Linked DNA regions of Rattus norvegicus: region 2 is linked to region 1. The links are chromatin contacts, called in public Hi-C maps. All regions are on one chromosome and are shown on one strand. Each heading gives the region's core, a stretch centred on a gene start, on an enhancer-like site or on the middle of the called end of the contact. The rest is flanking DNA. Distances are from core to core; before and after follow the strand shown.

Region 1 (6,001 bases), core at 3,442-5,941:
TCTAGACTTCGACCCTCATCATTTCTGGCATTGGAGCAGCTTCGCAGACTATGTGCAGTGTGTTCTGGCCTTCACAGGTGTGGCCGGCTACATCACCTACCTGTCCATCGACTCGGCTCTGTTTGTGGAGACGTTGGGCTTCCTGGCAGTGCTGACGGAAGCCATGCTGGGTGTGCCGCAGCTGTATCGGAACTATCGTCACCGCTCCACGGAGGGCATGAGGTAGGAGGTGTCCCTGTGGAGGTTCCCACGGCACTCACTGGGGCTGTCGAGCTCTGACAGCGAGGGGGAAGTCACGCTGCTTAGACACACTGGGCCTCTGACTCTTGTCTGAGGAGATTTGTTTCGATGGGGCCAGGGAGGGAAGCAGAAACCTTGTGAGGAGGCCGTAGCCCATCAGGAGCCGCAGAGCTTACACAGGACCAGGGACTGAGGAACATGACACCTATCCATCTGGATGGCAGGGCCTAGGAACCTGACAAAGGTACCCCAACTGTGGCTTTTTCAGTGTCATGCCATGGCCTGCCAGAGGTACAGTGTCTGGCAGACAAGGATGGACTCGTGTCAGGATCGTGCTAAGAAGTGTCTGACGACATCTGTCTAGCACAGGACGGTTCCCATAGACCATTGGGAAGTCTATGAAGAAAACAGTGTTTACTCAGCACAGGTCAGGCGAGGAGGAGGGAAGAACACAGCCGTGCATTCAGTTCCGCACCATCCTTAAGGGAGCTGTTTGACTTCACGCTGAGAGCCTATCTGCTTCTCAGAGACCCCGTGCCCTCTGAGACGCCATCCTCCTTCTCCCCCGAGACCCTGCCCACTTCTCCCTACCCACTCCTCACTAAAGTCCATCCTGCCTCTGGGGACCACCTTTCTCTGAAGGTTCGAGTCACCCTTGTGCGCCCTGGTGTGTCCTGGTGATACTCTGTTATCAGTGGAATCATAGGGTCTGTTTTTGCTAAGGAAAGCAAGTCCTGTTAGGAAGGGACAGGCAGTGGACAGGACAGAGGGTTGGGGTCATGCCGGATACGGGGTTTTAATATCCCTCTGTAGTTCTTCTTACTGGATGCAGGGTTGTAGGGACGGGGCTCCTGTGCACACGTAGATTATAAGCGTGAGGTGTAGAAATCAGTGTAGGAGAGGCCTGAGTGTGATACTTACATAGGAAGGGCAGAGATAGGCTGGCAGTCGTGACCATGGTAGATCCCGTTTCCCTAGTGAGGATGGGTGGAGCCCCGGGGGTCTGGATTGATTGATTGATTGATTGATTGATTGATTGAAATCGGGTGGAGCCGGAGCCATGACGATCCCACAGCTCTGGTTTGGGGCTGGCGGACGTGCAGTGGCGGACGTGCAGGAGAGCATTAGCTCTGGGTCTACATCAGTGCAGATCGCGGAGGAAAGGCCACTAACTCGCTGTTCCAAAGCGAAAGTGTTGGGCAAGCCGTTTTCAGCTGAGAACGGAGTCGGTGTTTGGAGATATTGGGGCTCCCTGCTCAGCATCCTCTAGGCACAGGCGCTGGGCTCCTTCATGTGCACAGGGGCATTTACTGGCCAAGCTCCCGATACCGCCGGCCCCGCCGGGCCCCGCTGAGCCGGCACCTTTATTATTAGGATTGGTCACCAGAATCCTACTCGGGGATGTCGCAGGTCCTACTGTGTCCCTACCTTCTCGATGGCATGCTGGACTGCCGTGGATCTGCGTGATAAGCATGGAAAGTGTCGCCGTTTCAGATAAATTTGGTAGAAGGCAGGCACTCCATGTGATTGATCGAAAATGGGTTTAAGACGTGCACAGGCACAGACACTGCCACGGGCCTAAGAATCAGAGGCTGCTGTCAGGTGGAAGCAAGATTGTGTGGGTTTTATCCCTTGTCTGCTTGTGCCATTGCACCGCAAGGGGGAGAAATCTACATTGGACTTTAGCCCTACCGTGCTTTACCTCTGGATTCCTGGGACTGGGAATGGGGGAGGGGAGGTGGGTGGCGCATTCCTTTCTGACTGACTTTAGTAGGCCTCAGAACGGATTTCCTGGAAAGTCTTACTCTACACGTGTGTACACACACACACACACACACACACACACACACACACTTACTCTACACATGTGCACACACACACTCACTCTACACATGTGCACACACATACACACACTCACTTCTCTACACGTGTGCACACACACACACTTACTCTACACATGTGCACACACACACTCTACACATATGCACACACACACTCTACACATGTGCACACACACACTCTACACATGTGCACACACACACTTACTCTACACATGTGTACACACACTCTACACATGTGCACACACATGCACACACACAACCTCCACAGGCACATTTCCCATCTTGGGGCTACTACTCTAGATACTTCTGAATCATTTCCCTCCTGAAAAATATTAACTGTCCACGGCTTTGTAGCCGGTGATGAATGATGATGCTTCTGGAATAACTTTACTAATTAACGCGGTGGACCTCTGTGAGGTGGATCCTGTGTGTGTGGGGAGGTGTTTGTGTTCTTCTTCCCCCGGGTTTTACTAGAATTGAAGACTGTTCCCTAACAAGTAATTACTGGAGGGTGGGGGTGGGCGTAAAGGAGGGAGGAAGCCAAGCCTCCTGCAGCCTTCACCAGCACAGAAACAGGAGGGAGTGGCTGGGGAAGGCACTGCAAATGCAGAATGGGGAGGGCGAGGCATGGAGGAGTCTGAAGAATCCAGCCAGGAAGGGCCGCTAAGGAAGGCAGTCAGGGTGGAGGTAGCTTCAGGCCCCTGAGCTAGGCCTCTCTGCAGGATCCAGTTGGGACTCTGGGCTCTCTTGCCATAGTGGATGCTCCCAGAAACCGGGCTTTACTTAACCTATGATCATTCAGATCTAACTATGGTCCCCGGAGCAGGCCCCTCATTCATAGCCTTTTGGGAAACCCAGCATGCTTCTTCTAGGACATGTCTTGGTCACTACCAGACCTCAGCAGTCAGCCTGTGCTGGGAGAAGAAATGCCTCTCATTGTGCCCAGAGCAGAAAGGCCGGGTACCACCCTGCTAGGTACTCCGCTTACAGGGTACCCGGGGGAGCGTGGTGGTCCGTGCCCAGGCTCTGGAAGCAGCATTACGTTCTAATTTTAGCATCGTCTCTCCATAAAGGGTGAGAAACTTGAACTCATTAGCAGCCCTGCCTTCTGACACAGACTTCACCCTATTTACTTGCTTTCTGTCTTTCTTGATTGGCCTGTTCTGGTCGTTACATGTCTGGAATCATATACTGTGTGGCCTTCTGGGTCGTTCCTTTCTACAACTTCATGATGTGGATGTTCCAGATGTTTGTCTGCCTTTGGTTGACTCATGCTGTCCTGATTTCGTGGATAAGTTCTTCTGGACATACTGTTTTCCTTTATAGAGAAAGCATGTAGGCAGAGAATGGCCAGGTCATATGATGGCTTGGGGTGTGATCTGTGGAACTGCCAGCCTGTATTCCAGGGAACATGTTTTCGTGTTCCACTAGTTGTACAGGGTGCGGGGTTGGGGGTACGGTGGGGGGGAAGGTGGTCGGTATCTGTGTGTGAGTGTGTGTGTGTGAGTGTGTGTGAGTGTACGTTGTGTGATTGTGTGGTGCGTGTGTGGTATGTGTGAGTGAGTGTGTGTATGTGTGGTGTGTGAGTATATGTTGTGTGTGTTGTGTGATTGTGTGTGGTGTGTGTGTTATGTGGTATGTGTGAGATTGTGTGTGTGTAAGAGTGTATGTTGTGTGTATGTGTGAGTGTGAGTGTATGTGAGTGTGTGTGTTCGTGAGTGTGTTCGTGTGTGTTTGTGAGTGTGAGTGTGTTAGTGTGTGTTTGTGAGTGTGTGTTTGTGAGTGTGTGTGTGAGTGTGTGTGCGTGCGTGTGGTCCTGATCCCCGTAGCTGCTCTTACTTGCTCTTTAGTTCCAACACCCTGGTGGGTGTGAAGTGCTTGCTCGGGATGGTTTGGTTTGCATTTCACTGACAGTTAAAACGACAGCGAACATCTCCTGTGGACCTGGCTCTGTTCTTGAGGAAGTATCTTCTCAAGATCTCTGCCTGTTTTAAAATGTGTATTTGCAGTGTTTTTATTACAGAATGGTAAGAATTTAAAAATTCTGTTCAGGGTATTAGAGTTGTATCAAATGTGTGATTTGTAAATATCTCTCCTACATCATGCTCTGGCTTATCCTCCTCCTTTCTCGGTTGTCCATTCAACACCTAAGTATCAACTCTAGGGGTGGGGATACTCAGTGGGTAGCGTGCTTGCCTAGCACGCTCCGGGGGTTTGATCCTCAGCATCGCCTAAACTAGCCATGGGGATACACACCTGTAACGCTAGCATCTAGGAGGCAGAGACAGGATGATTACGAGTTCAAGGCCATCCCCAGTCATGTTGGGACTGCAGTGGCAGCCTACGATAGATACCTAAGGAAGACATTGCCCATGTGTCTGCTTTTCCTGTGTCTCATCTAAGAGGACATTGGCTAACCCGGGTTACCAAGGGGACATGACTTGGGTGGCAGGGCTTTTGTAGGTGGTAGTGGCGACTTGGTTCTGGGCTGAGGTCAGCGTGGCCAGCATGCCATTGAGCTGAAGCTGAGCAGGTGCAGCAGTTGGCTTTGCAGCCCTGGGTGCCGGAGAGAGGCATTCCTGTCGGCTGCCCAGGACAAGGATGAGGTGAGGAGGTATTTTAAGAGCAGTGATCTGGCAGCCCTGTTGGGAAGAGAAATGCCGGAGCCGAGAGTGAGGTAATGAGAGCCTAGATTAAAACAGTGGGGAGGCCAAGAGGGGTCAGGCCAGGAGGCCCATGGAAGACAGCAGTCAACACCGGGCAGAGGCAGAAGGGAGGGATGGAAGTGGAACCACAGCCATGCCTCGGCCGCCAGCTACAGTGTGATCTTGATGCAGAAAATCGAGGCCTCTACCATGACAGTCTGCTCCTCACCCACACTGACTCCACCGCTAACAGCCTGGAGAGTGGGTAACCTGTACTGTGGGAATCGGAATACCTTGGTTAGAGACCCTCCGGCAGCTGTTTCCTCCATCCAAGGAAGAGAGAGAGAGAGAGAGAGAGAGAGAGAGAGAGAGAGAGAGAGAGAGAGAGAGAGAGAGAGAAAGAGAGAGAGAGAGAGAGAAAGAAACAACTTCTTGGCATGTGGTATATTTCTACCACACCCCCACACTCCCAGAATGCCCTTGAACTCTTCTCTCTTTCTTTCTTCCCTTTTTCTGAGAATGAGTCTCTCTATGTAGTCCTAGGACTTGATATGTAGTTCAGGCTGACCTTGAACTTATAGAGATCCACTTGCCTCTGCCTCCCAAGTACTGGGATTGAAGGCGTGCGCTACCATGTCTGACCGAATGAACATTTGATCCTCCTGCCTGGGCCTCCCGAGTGCTGGGGTTTCAGGAGCAGTGTGCTTACTGTTTGCTCGTGAAGATGGCGCTGGCTAGGGACATCCTGGTTTGGGGGAGGACAGGTAGCACTCATTGCCTCGGAGCGAACAAAGCAGTAATAGTCCCAGGAAACCGATTTGCATCTGTCCTGCGTACAGCAGCCCTATATCCTCTGGGGTGTGCGACTGTGGTCTCCTTTCCCTCTGTTAGCTCACTGAGCAATTCAGAGCATGCCAGGACCTCGGCATGGTTAGACTCTCGTCCCAGGAACAGAATGGTGTTGACGGGACCATTGAGCTATCTTTCCAGGAGGATAGAGGCCGTCCGATGGAAGAACCCAGGTGGCTAAGAATATCCCCGGCACTGGGTAGCACCGTGCTCCAGCAGTTGCTTCATTTCTCTATTCGCTGTAGACATAACTATGCACTTGGGGCAAGGGGATGCTAACAGTGAAGGCCTGGGCAGGTGGCTTGGATAGGGACAGGTGGTCCGGGACACAGGGCTACAGCTGTATGTCCTGTGCTAGGGACCTGTGTCTGGAAGACTTGGAGTCAAGCCCGAGGGACCCCACACCCACTCAGTCTAACACCGGAT
Region 2 (5,685 bases), core at 2,161-4,660, 140 kb after region 1:
CCATGACAGTCTATGTGCTGTTTGCTGAATGCTCTTTCCCATGGAATCGGTATCCAAGGGGACCCTGTGCTCTACCCGAAACCTGGATTGGTAATTCTACCTTACGCCCCTACAGGGCTTCCAGTTGATTTCTGGGCATGTTTGTAAGCACCTGACTGGTGATGCTACTTTCTGTTTGCTCTCGTAATTGGGCCACTCCAGTCATCTCTGCTAGATGTTTTAAGTACTTGATTTGATGGTTATCTACTGACACTTCTATCTGCTATTCATTTTTCTACATTTGCTTGCTGTGTACTCAATAAATTCACCCACTCAAAACCAGGACAGCTACCAAAGACCATGGTCTGGACTGTACCGAGCAAGTAACTATTAGTTAATTAGTGATTAAGGTCTGGGCAGTCTAATTAGTCTGGTGACTTACCCAGTGCTACTAGTGATGCAGCAGCCCACATCCTGCAAGCCTGCTTGTTCTGACACAGAAAAGCAGTCTGCAGGTAGCCCTGCCCCCTCTTCATGCTGGTCCTACCTTGGGGGCTATACTTGATTATCAAGAACCTTTGGCTTCTACATGTTCCTAGAAATACACACAGGATTAAAGCAGCTAAGAGAAAGCACAGTGTTGGCTTTTATTAGCTTTGCACATTTCTGTCGTACCTGTTTTGGCCCATCCCAATCTCTAACTTGCTTTCTAAGGTTGTGGTTCTCTGTGGTTCTGGACGGAGAACGCCACCCTCAGTGCAGTGCTTGGAAGAGCACTGGCTCTGTCCCAGCTCACAGCGGTGGCAGCGGAGGTTCCATTAGGTGTTTGGACTCGGGGCAATACATCTTCACCAAAACCTCTGTAAATCGAGTCAGGAGTGAGGGGTGACATGGGGAATCCTGCCTACCAGGTCAGGGAGAACGGACACAGTGGGGAGAAATGGAAAGTAACACTCCTGAGTCTCCTTTTTCTGTAAGCAGGCCCTCCCTCACCACAGGTATAGTGACCCTGTCACAAGCACCATGCCTCAGCCATTCACCATGGCTCCCTTATTCTTGTGTCTTTCATGCCTTCAAAACCAGTATGATGTGGACAATACTCATACATTGCTAGGTTCCGCTGGAAGCACAAGATGTAGCCTGACCCCCTTGGCAGCCATCTGTCTGCTGACCCAGAGGAAACATGTTCCTCTTGTCCCAGTGAAGCCTAGAACATTTCACCTCTGGTGCTCAGCTCTGACAATCAGACGCTTCTCAGCCCCAGGCACACAAATTTGCAGCAAAAACATCCACAAATAACCCCAATCCAGGTAAGGGCAAAAATCCTGGTTCCCCTCTGAAACATTTCTCCATTGTTTGCATTATTCTTACCATACTTATCTTCCAAGCTCCTACCAAAAGGCCACTAAACAATTAGCACTCATAAGCTTTTTTGGCCCAAAGTTCCAAAATCTCCCACAATCTGCCAATAAAACAGTCCACAGCACCAGAAGGCACGTGGTCAGGTTCTCTAGTAACAATCCTGTTGCTATGATAAACACCTCGACCAAAGCAGGCCTGAGGGGAAGAGAGGGCTTACTTGGTTCTGATTCTAGGCCAGTCCATCACTGAGGAAAAACCATGGTGCCAGGACAAAACAGCTAATCACAGCACACCCAGCGAAGGTGGAGACAAGTGATTTCACCAGGGCCTGCCTGCTTGCCACTATGCTGGGCAGACTTTCTTCACTCTTAGACAGTTTAGGGCTCTGTCTGTGAATTGGTGCTGCCCACATTCAGGGTGGGCCTTCTTGACTCAATTAACAATCTAGAAAATACCCCATAGACATACCCACAGGCAACCTGATCAAGGTCATTCCTTGCTAAGATTCACTTTCTGGGTTATGTCAAGTTGACAGTTAAAACTAACTAACAGAGTTATGGACAGACGTGTACATTTTGTACCCTGCCATTACACACAGTGCCAATGGATGCTGTCTGAAATGCCTTGGCTCAGAGTGGAGGCTGATGTCTGTCATGAACTGCAGTGCTGTTCATACAAGACTGTCTGCTCTTAAAGAAACACAACAGTATAGAAAACAATGAATATTTTCCTATCGTTAGGAAACAAATATGAAATTAGTGTATTGCTTTCATGTGTATTGTATTAAAATGCTGATTTTTAAATTGCTGTTTTGAGTTGCTGATTTGAATTACATTAAAAAAAATCATCAAATGAACATTGGTTGGGATTAACACATAATTTCCCAACAATTTTTGAAATGGCTCTGAGTATATTACTGCTATCTTCTATGATTTTTATTTTTTATAAAATGGTACCATCAGAATTGATGATTACAAAAGCAAAATATCAACTAAAATGAAAAATGCTAAGAAAGTTCCATGTTCTGCAGTATCAAATATTTAATCGAGATTTAATGTTTTAGAAGGAAAATCATCTTTTCCTTAAAAAAGAAGACGTTCTGAATTAAATCCCTAGAACTTACTCAAAGAGCCAGGCACAGTGGTACACATTATAAGCCTAGCTCTGTAGGCAGACAGGTGAACCACTGGGTTTACTGGCCTGGCCAGTCAGCCTAGCCCAGCTGGTGAGTTCTAAACTGGTGAGACCCTCCCTTTCTCAAAAACCAAGGTGGACAGCACTGTAGGAACAATGTCCAAGGCTGTCCTCTGGCATTCACATGCATGACAACATGTATTTATGAACACTTACTGAATAAGCATATTATTAGAATACAAGTTTGCTTTGACTGTTAATAAGCGACAAGGTTATTGGTATACCAAAGAATTCTTTTAAAATAAATTTCTTCATGATTCACTACAAGTAACTGTGTGGTTTGCACACCTAGTCTATAAACCAGGTTAAAATATCTCAGGAAAACCCCACTCCAGCTCACCCAAGGAAGCACCTGGGCAGCAACATGGATGGAGGGGACTGTGTGCTTCTTGTCAAGCTCCCGGGAGACTGATCACGCAGGTTGATGCCTCTCCCCATCCCAAGGCCTTGCACCGGTCCTCGTGTCTATGGTTTTATTGGAGATCAGGGTCTCTGTAGATGTGACAGGCCCCTGAGTAATGACCACTGTCTACTGGAAGCAGGACAGACACCGACACAGAAGACAGTTAGAGCACCCACGTGGCTTATCACTACCTAACGGATGTGGACGTGTCATGAGGATCCTAAGTGGACAGAGGCTAATGTTTTGTGAGACTACCTGCAGCCCACTTTGTCCCCAAGAAAACTGGACAAATAGTCCAAGGTGATCCAGGACCCATGAACTCAGAAGGCATCTCCCTTATGCCCACACGGAAAGCCTGGCTCTGGCTCTGTTGAAGGCCAAGGATGCTTTATTTATGGTCTCAGGACATAGGAAGGATCAAAGCCCGTGTAGGAATGTGAAGCTGCCAATCTTCTCCCCCCAGCTTTGCAAGATCAGCAAGCCAGAGCTGCAGCTCCTCCCCAGGAGGAGGAGCTTCTGTAGGCCTGAGGTTAGGCAGAGGTAAAGGCTGGCTTCTATGGCTAAAAGCATAAGATTTTAGAGTAAGTAAAATTTGCTGTTTCACAGCACAATTTGAGGTCTTAGGACATGAAGGGAATAAAAGCCAACAATAAGGCCAAGTAGTGTCAAATGGACTGCAAGGGAATTCCTGTGAAGTCAGAAGGGAAGCAGCAACATGGCAGGCCCCCGGGTGGGGAGAGCCAAGTGTGCTCACAGGAGCCAGCACTGCTCTCAGATCCAAGACAGCTGGGACTGAGGACAGGGAAGCAGTGACCGAGAAAACACTCATGAAATGACAACTGTTAGTTCAAAACCCACAGAACATGGTAGACAGTTCAGAAAAGAAGCTACCATCTGAGAGAGAATCTGAGTTCTGATGAGATTTCATCTTAAAAACAAATGTATTTTCTTGCGTTTGCTAAAAACGTACATAAGAGCCATGGTTTCTTCTTCCTTGAGCACTCTGCTGCATGGTCAATAGCGAGGAAGCCTTTCTGTCCTCACAGCAGAGCAGTGTCAGGTGGATGCACTCACCCGCAGCTGTAGGAGGCATGCAGAGGGCAGCTCCTGTCCCCGTGACCTGTAGCCCATCTCTAGAGTGCACTTGGCTCTCCCCACCCTGGGGCCCGCCATGCTGCTGTTTCCTCCCAAAGCAGTCTGCAGAGCAAATGACTGCACAGACCACACCACAAAAACCCCTGGAGCAAAAGCCCAGAGGAAGATGTGTAAGGCCAAGGGACACAGGAATACCCTGGTCTAAGGTGGTATAAGAACATGAGTCTAGAATACAGACAATACTGACCTGTGGCACAGCTTTGCTTTTAGCTCTAAGGGATAACCTGCCCCACTCCATATCAATTAGGCTGTAATTAAAACACACCTGTAGTCAGGGTATTCAATTCTCCATATTGAGCATTTGAAAAAACTAACTTCACATTATGAACTTAAACATGGTGGTGTAAAAATGACAGAAGAAACTGGTCTTAATTTATCTGAATTAATGTATTTAAAAAAAACTATGACTGAATGCAAGCTAATTAAGCCTTTCTTCTCTCGACTCCTCTCAGCTTTCTGTCTGGACAGCTCCTTCAGCAGGGTACCCTAAAAACTCCTGTGGCTCCTGTACCTCAAAATGCCAGAAGCGCCCTCTTTTTATGCCAACTTGGAACACCTGCAGATACGATCACGCACCCTGGGAGTGGCGGCTGTGTGCTCTTGTTGCCAAACACACGGGCACGTCATTTCACATGGTTACAAATCCTTCGGAATAGGAAACCGGAAGCTGGCTCACCACACCTGCGCCTACCCTGCATGGAAGGAAGCCCAGCTTCCGGGATCTGGGATGTGCTTGTGCACAGCAGCCTCTGGAGACTGGGGCCTGCAGCACGTTCTCACCTCTTTGTCCATACTCTCTAAGTCCTCCTTACAGAGAGTGTACAGCGGCATTGTCTCTGACATACTGGGCTGTCGCTTTCTTCTAGCAGGGCCAGGCTGCTCTCCATCTTGGGATTCTGGCAGCTCTTCACCAAACATTTGCTGCTGATGTGGCTGAACAGCTCTGTAAGGAATGTTACAGTCCCGCGTGAGGAAGGCAGTTCCACAGTACCTTTCCAGCTCGGTAGCAGACACCTGACTCTTGCATGGGTGAGACACACAGAGAACACTTGTAGGGAAGTCAAGGCAGCCCGTCCATGCTACCCACTTGCTATCTCTGCTTGTGTAGCAGACCCAGCATCTCCTCCTGGGACATGTCCTGAGCCTTGAGGACACCCACACTCACCTCCTTTACAGAGAAACCACCTTGTCTACAGGCCATCACCTGACTAACTGCTGGAAATCATCAGGGAGTGCCATTTACCCTTGAGTAAAGCTAAGAACCATTAAAAACCAAAAGGAAGCAGAAGTGGCGTTTACATTCTGTTCAGAGCACAGAACAGAAGCCAGACAGGAATGGGGAGCTAAGAGGTGGACCTCAGTGGGGTGGAATTAATCTGCCTACAAAGGAAGAAACATTAGATTGCGGGTGCACAGCTTCACCGAGTACTACAGTAACCAATCAGCTGCCAGGATCAAAGTCAAGACACTTCCAACCTGGACACCTAAGATGCTAACGTTACCAGCAAAACTGCAGCTCTGTTGAAAAAGTTTCTATCTGCAATGTGCATCTGCGTGTGCCAAACCTCACTGAATATATTTTATTCATGTTT

Evidence for each region. A called contact is a pair of places that touch in the nucleus more often than the background predicts.
Region 2: a Hi-C map of psoas muscle shows a contact between it and region 1, with 2.1 times the contacts expected there. The contact joins two enhancer-like sites.

What each region holds. Positions count from the first base shown.
Region 1 is chr18:76,005,125-76,011,125 of GRCr8, forward strand. It overlaps Slc66a2 (solute carrier family 66 member 2), which reads left to right. Exons shown (of 5, transcript NM_001398665.1): 4 at 6-222. Among named protein-coding and RNA genes, the nearest start is that of Slc66a2, 30 kb to the left of the region's middle. Within about 2 kb of position 4,692, at least 5 of the 93 cell types and tissues checked have an H3K27ac peak or open chromatin away from gene starts, as enhancers often do.
Region 2 is chr18:76,150,696-76,156,380 of GRCr8, forward strand. Ctdp1 (CTD phosphatase subunit 1) reads right to left here. Exons shown (of 13, transcript NM_001414395.1): 11 at 4,874-5,036. Among named protein-coding and RNA genes, the nearest start is that of Ctdp1, 37 kb to the right of the region's middle. Within about 2 kb of position 3,411, at least 1 of the 93 cell types and tissues checked has an H3K27ac peak or open chromatin away from gene starts, as enhancers often do.